Regions from separate parts of the Ovis aries genome. Here region 1 is linked to region 2. A link is a contact called in public Hi-C data. All regions are on one chromosome and are shown on one strand. The core of a region is the stretch at or near the end of the contact, and the rest is flanking DNA. Distances in the headings are between cores, read along the strand shown.

The links. A called contact is a pair of places that touch in the nucleus more often than the background predicts.
Region 1: a Hi-C map of hypothalamus shows a contact between it and region 2, with 6 times the contacts expected there. The contact joins two enhancer-like sites. A contact is called at or near these places in 4 of 16 Hi-C or Micro-C datasets (hypothalamus, skin fibroblasts and tail adipose tissue).

The regions. Positions count from the first base shown.
Region 1 is chr2:12,499,091-12,506,967 of ARS-UI_Ramb_v3.0, forward strand. All of the region lies in intron 3 of LPAR1 (lysophosphatidic acid receptor 1), which reads left to right. Among named protein-coding and RNA genes, the nearest start is that of TRNAS-GGA, 84 kb to the left of the region's middle. Within about 2 kb of position 2,726, at least 8 of the 54 cell types and tissues checked have an H3K27ac peak or open chromatin away from gene starts, as enhancers often do. A contact at or near this core is called in hypothalamus, where this site is marked.
Region 2 is chr2:12,147,044-12,154,285 of ARS-UI_Ramb_v3.0, forward strand. No RefSeq gene overlaps it. Among named protein-coding and RNA genes, the nearest start is that of TRNAC-ACA, 97 kb to the right of the region's middle. Within about 2 kb of position 5,853, at least 10 of the 54 cell types and tissues checked have an H3K27ac peak or open chromatin away from gene starts, as enhancers often do. A contact at or near this core is called in hypothalamus, where this site is marked.

The sequences.
Region 1 (7,877 bases), core at 1,476-3,975, 350 kb after region 2:
TGAGTATCCTATATGGAAACTCAACCCTAATGGGTTGTTTATTCATCCATCCATTCATCTCTTAATTGCTCATTTAACCAATGGATGTAGAATCCTGGTGTGGGGTGAGACTATAAATTATGGCATCGGAGCCTCTTCCAAAGCCAGGGTTGGCTTGTCTGTACAGTAGTAATGATATGTGGTCTTTCAGCAGGGAACATTCTTATCTCCCAAGAGGACATATAGATGGACTGTTATATAAATTGAGCCAAAATCTGGTAAAGAGCTATATTTTAGGGTGCCACCCGCTATTTCTAGTTCTTTTCCCTTGGATTCCATAAAGAACACTGTATCCATGTGTGAACCAATTCAGTTCAAGTGACATCCATTGCCTCTTATGTGTTGGGATAACAGATACCAAAATGTATAATCTTTACTCATTTACAAGTATGACTAAATTACAAGGCAGAATGGGCTTAAGGCTTAAGACAGATAGAGTTACAAAGCAAATATGGCCCAGCCATCCTAAAGCATGCAATCTGATAGGAAAGATGCCACATGTACGTAGATGATTATTATAAAAGGCCAGAGATGACAAAAATACCCCCGAAATAAGTTTGAATAAAGCTTTTTGGCAACGTAGAGGAGAGAGAGAATCCCATCAGTCGTATAGTCAGGAAAACTATGTACATGATTTTTTTGAGTTGAGTGTTGAATCATGGGTGATGTTCGAGGAGTGAGGTGATCTGTTAGACTGCATTTACCCTCTTAAGTGGGCTTCCCCGGTGGCTCAGAATTTGCCTGCAATGCAGGAGACCTGGGTTTCAATCCTTGGGTCAGGAAGATCCGCTGGAAAAGGGAATGTCTATGCATCACAATATTCATGCCTGGAGAATTCCATAGACAGAGGAGCCTGGCAGGCTACAGTGCATAGGGTTGCAAAGAGTCGGAGGTGACTAACACTTTCACTTTTCACCCTCTTGAGTACTAAATCCTGTTTTAATAATAATTTTGTTTACCATAGTAATACATTTATTAAGGGGGGAAAATGGCAGAATTAAGAACTTTTAAGTAATAAAAATTAAGAAAATTTAGAATTCTAAACTGTTCAGAGAACCAAAATATTAAAATGAATATGCTGTTTCTTTCCAGTCCTTTGTTCTGACGAATACTGTACAATTGGAATCATATGGTAATACAATTTGTTGTATGATTTTTAAAAGTAGTGTGCTTGTTACCATGCCAACAAATAATCTTTGAAAGAATGAGTTTTCTTCACAAATTTCAGTACATCTAAATGATACAATCACTGGGCATTTAGGTTTTCTTTTCTTTTTCTGCTATTTCAAATAACATTGAGATAAATATTATCTAATATGAATCTCTGCTTTCTTCACTGAGACTGCTATTTAATGTTCTCTAGAAAGTTTGTACCAATTTATGCTCTTTAACACAAGGGGATAAGACTATTTTGTTACATTGATGCCAATATTGAGTGACTTTTTCCCCCTCTCTTAATAGTGTCATATTTTTACCATTGACAGTGTTTCTATTTGTGAGGTTGGATATTAACAAACCTCTAAAAGAGATGGAAGCTTTTCCTGGGATTTAGAAACTAAGAATAAACAAAAATAGAAATGCCTTTGCTGCTGCTACTGCTAAGTCGCTTCAGCCGTGTCCAACTCTGTGCGACCCCATGGACAGCAGCCCACCAGGCTCCTCTGTCTACAGGATTCTCCAGGCAAGAATACTGGAGTGGGTTGCCATTTCCTTCTCCAAGAAATGCCTTTAGCTCCATTTAAATATATGCACTACTTTGAAGTACTTTATCCTATGTAAAGGTCTAAAACGGATTTACTTCTTTAGAGACCTAAAGGCCTGACAGCTGAACAGTATAACACAGGGGATAACAAGTGTTATCTCTGAGGTGTACTTGCCTGGGTTCTAATCCTGACCTTCCTTTGAGTTCTCTTAAGCAACCTACTCAGTTGCTCCAAGTTTTCATTTCCTTGTTTGTATGATGAGAGGCAGGGCAGAAACAGTAAAACCTCAAAAAAAATTAAGTAAGATTATTATATAAGATGCCAGGCATGTAAGGACTTGTTAGATATACATAACATGGTGTTTTCATTGAATATTGCTGTGTTGAAACCTAAAGTCCCTGGATTAATCCTCACGTTGTAAATCTTCATTCTGATATGAAAAGAAGGGGCAGCCCAGAAGGATCAAGACCCATCATGCTTTCAGGATTCAGGGGGACAGGTTTTCCTTGTCAAGGGATCCTGAAGGACTCCGCAGACTGACACACAACTTTCTTCTGAGCTCCCCCCCGTTTCTGTCTTCCCTGCACAGCTCTAATCCCTATTGCAGATGCTCCCATAATCCCTCAGTGCCCTTCTCGCCGCAGTTATTTTTTCATAGTGCGTTTGGGCCGAAAGAAGTACATTTATTAAGCGGTTTAATCAACTTAATAAGTAGGTAGGTCCTGATAAATGAGTAGCCATTTCATAAACCAAAGCAAAAACACATACTCTGAAAGGAAGAAAATAATTTTTTGTTAATTCTTAACAGCAGTGACTGGGAGATGTGATTGCTCTGTTGGACACTGTGCAGCTATTAGAACCTGATTGGTACTGGCTGCTGCCATCCTCATTTCTTGTTCCACGTTGAGTTTTGGGCAATACTTGATTTTTAACATAGCACACAAACTGCAGAGACGATGTCCCAGAAGGAACACAATGCCATCTAATGCTGAAACTGTGAACTACTTCAAGCTAGTGGTTCACGTGGTTTCTGGCTCTCTATCTATCTGTCTATAAAGGGGAGGGAAACAGTGACATTTGGCGTAGTTCTATATCTGTCTGTCTGCATGTCTGTCTACCTGGCTGTGTACTTCTAAATCAACTGGAACCCTAAGGTGCCTCTGGGCACAGTTTGGGAACCAGTGTGTGTTAGTCGCTCAGTTGTGTCCAACTCTTTGTGAACCTGCGGACTGTAGCCCGCCAGCCTCCTCTCTCCGTGGAATTCTCCAGGCCAGAATACCGAAATGGGTTACCCTTTCCTTTCCAGGACATCTTCCCAACCTAGGGATCGAACCCCGGTCCCCTGCGTTGCAGATAGATGGCTTACTGCCTGAGCTGCTAGGGAAGCCCAGAGCCCTGCTGTATTCCTACTTTCTGGATTTACTTCAGTTTTGTTTTGTTTTGTTTTGGCTACTCACTTTCTCTTGTTCTCTGGTTCTGTTTCTGTCTGGTTCTTGGTTCTGGCTGTCCCATTTCCTTCCTGTTTGCCCAGAGCCGCTCTCTACCTAGTCTCCATCAAGCAGCAGCAGTCTCTGGAGCTACTTGCGAGCCTTTACGGTCCCAGAGGTAGCCTGGGCGGTCCTCATGTGGTTTTGTTCTGGCTGTGGACCAGTCGCTGTGCTTGAGATCTTATGGGACTTCTTCATTTCACAGTTTGAGGGAGCTTCTTTCCTCCACAGGCCGCACAAGTGGAGTGCCAGTGTTGGCTTGTGTCTTTGGGTGTCTCTCTGTGGCCGTCTCCCTGTGGTGAGGGTGGGCACGCTCTCCTACCCAGACCTCCCAATTCTTACAGCAACAAAGACCTGGCCAGGCCACATCTTGTTGTCCCTGTTCTCGGCATGTCAATCCAGAAAATGCATCTGATGCGAAGGAGTGGTTAACTGTGGTCTCTGGATTAGACCTCTTGCTTTTGTATTCTAGGTTACCACTTTCTGCTCAATTTCCTGAAACTTTAGATTCCTCATCTGTAAAATGGAGATTAATAATAGGACTTACTTTGTATGAAAAATGAGAAAATGAAGTAAAATAAGATCTGGCGCCTCTTAGCACAATGCCTGACCTTAATAAGTATTATTAAAGCACTTGATAAATGTTAACTATTACTATTTTTTTTTCTGACAGTAACAATAAAATTTACTTTCAAGTATTCTGACTTTTGTTAGGAATAAAGAAACAAACCATTCACTTTTAAAATTTAATATCTTTTTACCAGTTAATGAAAGGGAAGTCAATATTAAAATGAAAAAATAATCTTATACTCACAACATTTGATTTATATAATTAAAGTACTCTAAATAGTAATCTAAATATTTTCATGACATAATAGGTTTATACTTTATGCATTTGACATTTTGCCTGTTTTAGAAATGATAAAACTGAGGCTTAGGAGATTATGTGAATTGCTGAAGATAATACAACATTTGCTGGAACCCACACCCAAACTCCAGATTTGTAATTTCAGTGCCAGTGCTCCTTGCTTTATTGTTTCCTTTAGTATTTAAAATGTTAAAAGACAGAGAGGAAGGAAGGAAGGAAAGGAAAACAAAGAGAAAGACTGTTATTCTCTCTGATTTTTCTAAGCAATGAAAATGTGCTGCTTTTGCTGTTTCTAGTACATTTGTTACAGTAGTTTTAATTTCGTGTAGAAGAATCACAAGTTTGGGGAAAAAAAATACTGCCAGTGCTTCATTAGAAACAAATCTGAGAAATTTATAAAGACGGTAACAAGGATCCTCTATGCGAGACAGCCAATGAGACACAGATGTATAGAACAGTCTTTTGGACTCTGTGGGAGAAGGCGAGGGCGGGATGATTTGAGAGAATAGCGTTGAAACATGTATATTATCCTATGTGAAACAGATCGCCGGTCCAGGTTTGAAGCGTGAGACAAGCTGCTCAGGACTGGTGCACTGGGATGATCCTGAGGGATGGGATGGGGAGGGAGGTGGGAGGGGAGTTCAGGTTGGGAAACACATGTATACCCGTGGCTGATTCATGTCAATGTATGGCAAAAACCAGTACAATATTGTAAAGTAATCAGCCTCCAATTAAAAAAAAAAAGAAATAATTCCGAGAGAGACAGTGCCTTGTGGTCTTAGTCAGACTGCATGTCAAAAACATCCTATTCATCCCTCAAACAATATAATGCAAGCATTTTTAAAGTTTAATATCCAGCTGACAGAAAAGTGCTTCAGAAAGACAAACAAGTGTTCACATGCCTAACCCTTTCACCCTCGCTACAGTCATTGCTGCCTAGCCACTTTCTGGGCACAGCGGTGTGGAAATACATCATCACTGTATAATTTTACACACAACAGAGAGAACATGCCATTATGGAACCAAATCTTAGCTGAATAGCCTGGCCTTAGACGGTATTTTCATCTCAGTGTAAAAATGGAAATGAAACCTTGGCTCTCCTTGTAGGTCTGTAGGGAGTTTGCTGGCCTGTACTCAGCGTCGTTTTCAAACCCAAATAGAAGGTGAAGGGAGAACCAGTGGTCTTGTAGCTTTGAGGTGGAAGGCATTGAATCCCATGGGCTGAGTCATTGTAACAAGGTAAAGATATAGCTTGATTCCCTCTTGGCTTCTTAGAAGATTATGGAAGTCACAGGCTAGCAAGCTAAAGATTTCCTGGCCTGCCGGAGACAAGTCTCTTTGGGCAGGGAAACAATGAAGCCTCACAGTGACAGCATCAGTGGTCCTCCAGCCTAGCATCATGGATTTCGTAGCAGAAGCTCTAAGTATCTGGAATGTTTAATGTGGGAGAGCTTGGCTAAGTAGAATATGAACATTTAAGAAAAGAGTCTGATGTCAGTTGTACTTCAAAAAGAGGTTTAAAAATATAAACACTAAGGCTACAAAGAAAGAATATAAATGCTAAAAACCTAGAAACTCAACCGATTCCGAAGTTTCCATTCTGCTCTTTTCCTGTTAGCATCATGAGGCAATTCTCATGCAGATTGACTATGTTTAGATGTTGTATTCGTTTTCTGTGCTGTGTAACAGATTACCATGCTTAGTGGTAAAACATCTGTTTACTATCACACGGGTTCGATCAGACTGCCAAGCACACCATACTGGCTTTTCTGCTGAGGGTCTCACCAACCTGAAGTCATCATGTTTACTGGGCTCCCTTCTCATGTCGAGGCCAGACCAGGAAGAGATCCGCTTCCAAGGTCGCTCAGGTGGCTGGCAGAGTTCATTTCCTTACAGCTGTGGAAATCATGGCAGCTTGCGTCTTCAAAGTAAACAAAAAGGACCTACTGTATACTGTATAGCTCAGGGATCCAGGGAACCATACTGAATATTTTGTAATAACCTATAAGCCGTTATAACCTGCTTCCCAGGTGGTGCTAGCGGTAAAGAATCCACATGTCGATGCAGGAAATGTAAGAGACGTGGGTTCCTTCCCAGGGTTGGGATGATCCCCTGGAGAAGGAAATGGAAATCCACACCAGTATTTTTGCCTGGGAAATCCCATGGACAGAGGAACCTGGCTGTCTACAGTCCATGGGTTCGCAGAGTCCAACGCGTGCGCACACACACACACACACAACTGAATCCCTTTGCTGTACACCTGAAAGTAATACAGCATTGTAAATCCACTATACTTTGATAAAAAAAATAATAAATTGGAAAAGAAAAAAGCAACAGTCTTCACAGTTTCCCAGTGTTTGACCTCTAGATTCTTTTTAAAAGAGCTTAACTTGATTAGGTCCAGCAGACCCAGGATAATTTATGTTTTGCTCCACTTAAAGTCAGTTTAATTACATATACAAGATCCTTTCACCTTTGCCATACAACCAAACCTTCAGGGAAATTGATGCATACCCTTTGCTGTATTCTGTTTCTTAGAAGCAAGTTACAGGTTCTTCCCACACGTGAGGGGTGGGGACTGTATGTACAAGGCTGTGACTCAGGGAAGGGACATTGTAGAGTGTGCCCACCATACAGGTGCCATGTGTTTTAAAATGAGCACAGTTGGAAGAAGAATTGACTTTTGAAAAGCACCAGTTTAAAAGAAATTAACATTATGTGATAGAAGATTAAGGGTGCAATATTATGTATTTAAATCTACATTTAAAACCATCTGCTTCATAAATATTTGTTCTTCCATAACGAATGTATCATTGAACACTCCCGTCTTGAATTTTTCTCTTCTTTTGGCTACTGAGACGTTACTCTTTCCTGATTCTCCTATCTTTTGTCTCATCCCTTCACTTGCACTTCCTCCATGCACTGTTTGTTTTTAAAATGTCACATCTCCAGCCTGACGATTTCCTTTGTCTACTCACCTCAAGGATAGCAGAAGTGTTATATCCCTGACCACTTACTTCCTGAGCATAGTGGCTTGGAAACACGTAATCAGGATATAGTTGTGACTCTGCAGATAAGCCAGCAACTGTGTTGGGGTCAGTTGTCATCTGAGTGTCTGCTGAATGGCCTAGGACAGAATTTAGATTGGACTTCACTGTTAGAATAGAAGTGAAAATTTTTGTTCCGTTTTGATTTGTAGGAGACATGCTGATACCATTCATGTTGCGTGACTTTTATGTCTAAATGGTAGTATGACATAACTAGTCTTACAGATGTGTGCAGCGTGTCTGCCTGTGTTTGTTTATATTTAACCTTGTATTAAAAAAAGGATTTAAGTCAGCTTAAAAAGATGTATACAGTTCAGAGGACAAAGTTAAAAATAAGCAAGAAAAAAGAAGAAAAAGGGAAAAATAAATGTGAGAAAGTGCCATATAAGGATATACTTTCTAGCAATTAATGCAGATGTAAACACAAGTAGATTGATGATTTTGTGACTGTAAGACATCATGGGTCTTCTTAGTCGGTGATGGATGCATAGGTCGTGGTGTGAGGTACTGGGAAATTCACATGCAGTACCACATCCCAAGAGAACATTTTAATAACAGTCCTTAAAGAAGGCTGGGAGTCTGCTTCCAGAGTGCAGTGCAATGAAGGCGTTTCTGGGCTTGATTTACTAATGTATTGGTTGATTCAGTCTAGAGTGAGGTTTATTAGAGTGTTCCTTAGTCTTAAAAACTTACTGTCCTATTCCTCAAAGTTTGAAGAAAATTTTATTTTCCA
Region 2 (7,242 bases), core at 4,603-7,102:
GAGGCCTGGTGTGCTGCAGTTCATGGGGTCGCAAAGAGTTGGACACGACTGAGCGACTGAACTGAACTGAACTGAATATTGTTACAGCTTATTTTCCTTTGGCTATTTTTGATATATTTTTTAAAAAATTGAAGTGTAGTTGATTTATAACACTGTTAGTTTCAGTTCTACACCAAAGTGAGATGTATCTTTTCTCATACCTTTATTTCAACATTGTCTTGTTATTTTAAGCCTGTCTTTTAAAAATAGCAAGAGTTTATTTTTACACCCCCTCAGTCAGTGAGTCTGTCTTCTAATATAAATTTTACCTATTCATGTTGATGTTTTTAGGCTTGTTTCTATGCCTGGTGGGCTGCCGTCTATGGGTCGCACAGAGTCAGCCACGACTGAAGTGACTTAGCAGCGTAGCAGTTACTCTTATTTATTTGCTCAGTCTTTCTTCTCCCCTTTTTTCATTTATCTCCCCACACCCCTCTATTCATTTTTAAGTTTTCTCTTTTTCCTGCTAATATATTAATATTAGAAGAAATAATGCCATACACATAATTAAACTTACATTTTCTAGCTATCAATTAATATGTATATCATTTGGCCATTGCTATAATGATGTTTTGTAATGAACTATCTCACAAATAAACCCAAATAATAGCAATTATTTTTAACCATATATGCAGCTGTGCAACTGAACTGAGACTCAGTTGATGTAGACTGGGTTTGGTGATACAGCTCTGCTACACATTGTAGCTCTGTGATATTGTTATACAACTCTGTAACTATGAGAGCTTTCCTTATTCTATCAGGCCTAGATTTCTCAAATAATTTAGGTTCCATTAGTGTTTTTCCAGATAGTGGACATGATGAAGCTTTATTTGCATAACATTTTTGAGGACATTGAGATAGAGTACCAGCTTTGGAAGATTTCTTCAAAATTGTAAAGGGAGTGTTGATGGCCGTAGAATTTGAACCAAGAGGAGATAAGAACTCTATAGAAGTTCTTGGTGAGACAAAGAGAGAATGAAGTTCTGAGAGTAGAAATGCCTGATGTATGCTCCATCTTGGGATGACACTTGGGTCCAGCAAGAGGAATTCTTTTGAACATGACTTTCTAGAGTTCTTAGGTGCCTTTGGCTCAGCTGAATATCTGTTTTCTCAGTTATCATAGCATTACTTCTCTTCATGACTCCAGAATGTTGTAAAGCCACAGATATCAGAAACTTTTGGAAAGAGCTATATGATCATTTAAGCAGAGAAAACTAATTTCCAACTTCAGGGACATTGGTGGAAGGTACCAATAATTTCATAGATGTATGAAGAGCACCGGTGGTCAGAGATTACCGATGATAGTAGGTGGGCAAGAACATTGATAATATGAACTCTTGTGAGAAACTAACAAAGCTGAGTAAAATAAATAAGTTGCAAAAGTAAAAACTGACAAAGCTGGGAAAAAATGTATGCCCAAGACAAATTCCTTTATTGTTTAAAAGAATACATTTATTAGTGTCTTTTGGGGATGCCCAGATGTCTCATGGGTAAAGAATCTGCTTTCAGTGCAGGAGACGAGGTTTTGATCCCTGGGTTGGGAAGATCTCCTGGAGAAAGAAATGGCAACCCACTCCTGTATTCTTGCCTGGGAAATCTGATGGACAGAGGAGCCTGGCGGGCTACAGTCCATGGGGTCACTAAAGAGTTGGACACAACTTAGCGTCTTTTAATTGACCTTTTCCCAATCAGATTCATTTTGAATCTTGGACTCATGAAATTCTTTAGAGGCACACTAGAGGACACTGTTGAGTTATAAATATCCCAGTGCTGTTTGCCTGGTTCCTATTAATGCTGAACTTGCAACTACTTTCATTGATGTCAGTATTTCACCTTCTGAGCTAGCAGTAGGATTTGAAAAAGACATGGAGATTTGTTTCCAGTGCAGAAAGAAAAAATGACTTAAAACAGTGCTTGTTGAAAAATAGGGAAGAAAAATGCATATTTGTGAAGGAGTACTGATTTTTTTTTCTTTTGGCATTTTTTGGTTATAAATTCACATTACTGATACAGCCAATATACAAAACACAGTTGTAGCAACCAGAGAAAGAAACAGGATATGACCCCCTTTATGAGATGCTCATAATATTCCCAAGGAGGCAGGGGAAAAGTCCATTCATCTGCATTTTATTCAGAAGGCTCTTTTCTTTTGCTTGTCATTTTGGAATGGGCTTAACTGTTGCTAAAAAGTTACAGGAACAACAGAGCTAGAAATCATCTGTTTCTTCACAAAACAAATTCACTCCAGATCAGCCATGTGATCTGCCCCTGCAGTGCCCAGCCCTCTGACCTGAGTCTTGCTGGAACAGCATCTCTTTGGGGACTGACAAAGAATTCCTGTTCTAAGTTCTTCATGTTATTTCTTTCAAGTTTGGTGCCTGCTGTAATACTGAGTCCTCTTAAACCAGATACTGAGAAGTAAAACTAAAAGCCCAAATCCATTCAACAGAGAACTCACTGTGCAGATCTGAGATAAAATAAGCCACAAATATTTGAGCAGTATCAGGATATACATTGCACAATTTAAAAAAATTTGGTCGGGATGATTTGAGTTTTCTCACTGGCAGAACTGGGGTAGTTATGTGACCATTTAAATTGCTTCCAACATTTTATTCACACCAATCTCAGAAGATTCTTAATTTCAAAAAATATTTTGTATTAATAGAATCAGCTCTAAGTCTGTTTTTTTTTTCTATCAACAATACAGTTATATCAGTTTAGAAATATTTTAGGAATGATGTGCTCTTATTAATTTCCACTAAAAAGCATTTATTAAAAACATGCATTTGTTGATGCAGTTACCATACACAGCTAGTTTTGTGTGACTCCTAGTCACCTGATGTCTGCCCTCCTCTGAGGCACCAGATAGACCTGGAATTGCATCCCAGCCCAGCGAGTTGTTCATCCCAGGGCTCTCTTGGGCAACTTGGTTGATTCTATGAGTCTCTAATTGATGAAGATAATTTTTTTTATCATAATGGCTTTGTAAGGGTGAAATGATACATTGCTATGAAGTGGACAAGTTGGCAAAGTATTCAGTGGAATCTAGCGGGTTCCCTTTTGCAGCCTCTTGAAGCCAGCAATGACGCAGTAGGAACAGAGTCCAAACTGCCGCGTCATTGTGTGTCCCCACATCAGCCTGCAAAGATCTCACAAGGGAAGAGAAAATACTACAGATGGGGAGACACATCTCATGCACTATCATGTCAAAGGAAAAGCATAGTTCCTGTCCAAAACCTGGAATACATTTGAGCTATTAATAATACATGCTGCACTCCAGAGTATTTTAATCAAGTCTTGTGAACGACTTTGGATCAAAGAAGCGAATCAATCAACAGACGTAGAGCTTCTAGGGGACTTACCTGGCAGTTCAGTGTCTAAGACTGCCTTCTGAGCTTCTCTGGTGACTCAGTGGTAAAGAATCTACCTGCCAACGCAGGAGACTTGAGTTCGATCCCTGGTCCGGGAAGCTCCCACGTAACGTGGGGCAACTAAGCCCCAGGCCCCGTGCTCTGCACCAACAGAAGCCACCTCGATGAGAAGGCTGCACAACTCAGCTAGAGAGGGACCGCCACTCGCTGCAACTAGAGAAGAGCCCCCACAACAACAAAGACCCAGCACAGCCAAAAATAAGTAAATAATTAAATTTAAAAAAAGACTTTGCCTTCCAGCGCAGGGGATGTGGGTTCAATCCTTGCTCAGGGAGCTGGGATCCCATATGCCTTGTGGCCAAAACCCCAAAACATAAACAGAAGCAGTATTGTAACAAATTCAGTGTGTGTGTGTGTGTGTGTTAGTTGCTCAGTCATGTCTGACTCTTTGCGACCCCATTCGATAAAAGACTTTAAAAACGGTCCATATTTTAAAAAGAAAACAACTTTAAAAAAGAAGTAAGGCTTCTGTTTCCTTAGTGGCTTATATTCATGCTGAGAATATGGTGCTTTAAAAAATTTTTATTTGAAACAAATTTTGCAAAGATGATAGGGCTCAAAGTCCAAGAAGTGCAAATGATGAAGATACATGGTATAAAGGAAACAGTCTCCCTTGTACTCTACTGATCATTGCCCTTCCTGAAGGCAGCCTCTGCCGCATTCTTGAGTATCTTTCTATTAAAAGCTATATAGTAGATAGCTTTTATATCTACTATATATATTACAAGCTATATAGTAGCTAGATGGATGGATGGATATGAATATGGGCATATTATAGATAGAATATTTTCAAACATGTGAATGTATCTTTAGGCTGAAGTGCCGGAAAAAATATATTATCAGCAGTGTCTGTATTCTTTAGTAACATCATTTGTTACTATTTTGGTCATAATTTGATGGTGAAAATATTTCAGTGCAAGGTCAAAGAATACTTTTATTATGAATGATATTAGTCACCTTTTAGGAGACATTTTCTTTTTTCCTGTGAACTTTTTGTACTCTTTACCCATTTTAGATTGAACTCAGTCTTACTGAGGTGTTTAAAAATGTATTAGGGGAATAGGAACTTTGTAATCTGGGCTACGAATGTTTTCCTCAGTTTTCTATTTATCTTTTGGCTTTTCTTGTGTGAGTCTTAATATGCAGACATTTTACATTTTTCTGTGAACAAGTCACTCTAAGATTATAAAAACATAGAATTTGCCACATGCTGAATTTCTAAGTGTATTTTGCTGTTTTTAGTGTTCAGAACATTGCATTTTAAGACAGTTTTTTTCTTTTTTTCCCCTGGAATTATCATCTCTCACTCTAAAGAAAGATAATAAATATACTTCTAAAAGAACTGGCGGAGACCAATCTGGATTATAGAAATGGATTGCATTAAAGACTGCACAGTCTCTAAGACTAGATTAAGGCATCATAACTCACTTGATACCCTTAGAGGCCTTGCTTGGCAAACATAGGCAAGTGATTTTAATTAGCACATTGTGTGCCTGTAAATGGATGCTTCTAAAGGGCCTGCAATGAGTCCTTTCCTTAACCGATTCTTTGAAGATGCCTTTAGTTTAGAGAGAAGCTCTGTGAGGTACTCTGACACCAGGAATATCTTGTTGGTGTGGCCAACTACTTTTACCATTTCTGGGCATGTCTGTCATAGATGGCAGGCATATCTTGCCCTGTTCAACAGCAAAAAAGTTGTACTCTTAATATAAATTGAGAAAAATGTTTTATTAATGGCCTTGTTTATATTATTGATATATGTAGATATGTGTTTGTGTACATATAGTTCTCTAAAAGACGACGATGAACCTCAGCAGACAGTTTCCAAGATATTTCTCACCAGCCAGTGGAGCCCAATCTGATGAAGTTTCTCTGTATTACTTGCAGAGAATCAGATCATCATGTATTATATTGGTGAATATTTAAACAGTGTCATTGGGAGAAATTTTGTTTCATAAAATTGTTTTAGAATTGAAGTTATCTTAGACTTAGAATTTAGGTAGAAGAAACCTACATGAAAGCCATTTGTATAGTCATTAAAAAGGTCCTCAGTGATTAAAAGTCATTAAAGAGAGGTGAGGGGTGGGTTCTCTTCACTCTCAACCCCCAGAGGTCTCTGGCTTGTGTTGCTGCATGTCTACCTATTTCTTTATTCAACTGTTGTAACTTAAGACTCACAGGGCTGGTTTCTTTGAGTGAAGGCTGCTGGATTTCTCTTTTCCCAATAAATACAGAGTCTGATTTTTTTTTTCATGGTAAGCAGACAAAGATTCCCTTTGAAACATGTAGTCTGAGCGCCAAACACTGGATCCATTGTCTCAGACACAATGAGTGCCACATTCAGTCTTTAGAAATGGTGAGCAGTTTGCTTGTATTCGAGAACCAAAGACGTTTTCCACATCCAGAAAAGTGATGCACAGCTGAGTTTTCAATAATGCTAGCACTGTGTGTGAGTGTGATTTCACACGGCGATGTGTACCGTGTTGACTGGTATATGCCTCTCATGGATCAGCTTTGGGCTGCTCACGATGAGTTATTCACTGTGTTATACCAATAGAACTCAACCACTTCAAATGAAAATAGAAAGGATTTCTGCTCATGTTTCATACTGCGTGAAAGTGTATAGCTTTAGATTACATTTGTCCTACATATTTTGGGTGTAATGTGGATTCAAAATTAGGGATTGCCTTGTGTCAGGTTCTCCAGAAGCTGACTCTGAGTTGAGGATTTATGTGCAAATGATTTATTAGCAAATTGCTCCCAGGAGAAACAGGTAAGGGAGTAGGAGAAACAGATCAGTGAAAGGAAGGAATCCAAGCAGGGCACAATTTCTGACAAAGTTCTAGCCTCAGCTGGATCATACAGGAGAGCTTTACAGATCAAGTTATAGCTCCGATTTTGTCCCAAATTGAGGCAAGGGACCTGGGCTTTCATAAGTCACTCACAGTAAGAGCCACCCAATTCTAAGGGGGGACCCAAACTCTCAGATACACTCATGTACTTCCAGTTCTTGGCACAGGCAGGCAAAGTGGCATCTGTGGTTGAGGGCAGTCTTCTGAAGACAGTCAGAAATGTGGGTCCACAGAAGCAAAAGCACAAAGAAGCTAGGGGTGGGGAGGGTGCAAAGAAATGGCCAGAGTGCTTCAAGGGGGTATGATACCAAAAGTTGTTTGCTAGAGGGATTACTTCTAAATTCTGATTAAAAGATTCTCAGTCACTGAAAAGAGATCCTTTAGTGATTCTGATACATTTTAAAAGAATTGTTACTAAACTGATAAATAATTCTGGTTGGATATTGGCTTAGTCAAAGACTACTCCAGGCAAGAGTACTGGAGTGGGTTGCCATTTCCTTCTCCAGGGGATCTTCCCGACCCAGTGATCAAACCCAGGTCTCCCGCATTCCAGGCAGATGCTTTAACCTCTGAGCCACCAGGGAAGCCCATAGGATATCTTACTCTTTAGTATTTCTCAGGCACACCAGGCACACTTCTGCCTCAGGGGCTTTGTACTTATTTTTTCTGCCAAGGTCTTACTCCACAGATTTATATTTTGATAAAAAGTGGGAGAAAGTATGATAGAAGGATTTGGCTGTTTCACCCTGTTCTAACCTTGCCATCATTGACTAGATGTTCTATGCTGCTTAATGTGATGCAATTTGAAATACACAACATCTTCATGAATATTCTTGCCCCAAACTATTTAAGCAGAATCTGATCAGGCCTCCTGTTAACTTCCCTGGTGGCTCAGACGGTAAAGCGTCTGCTTACAATAC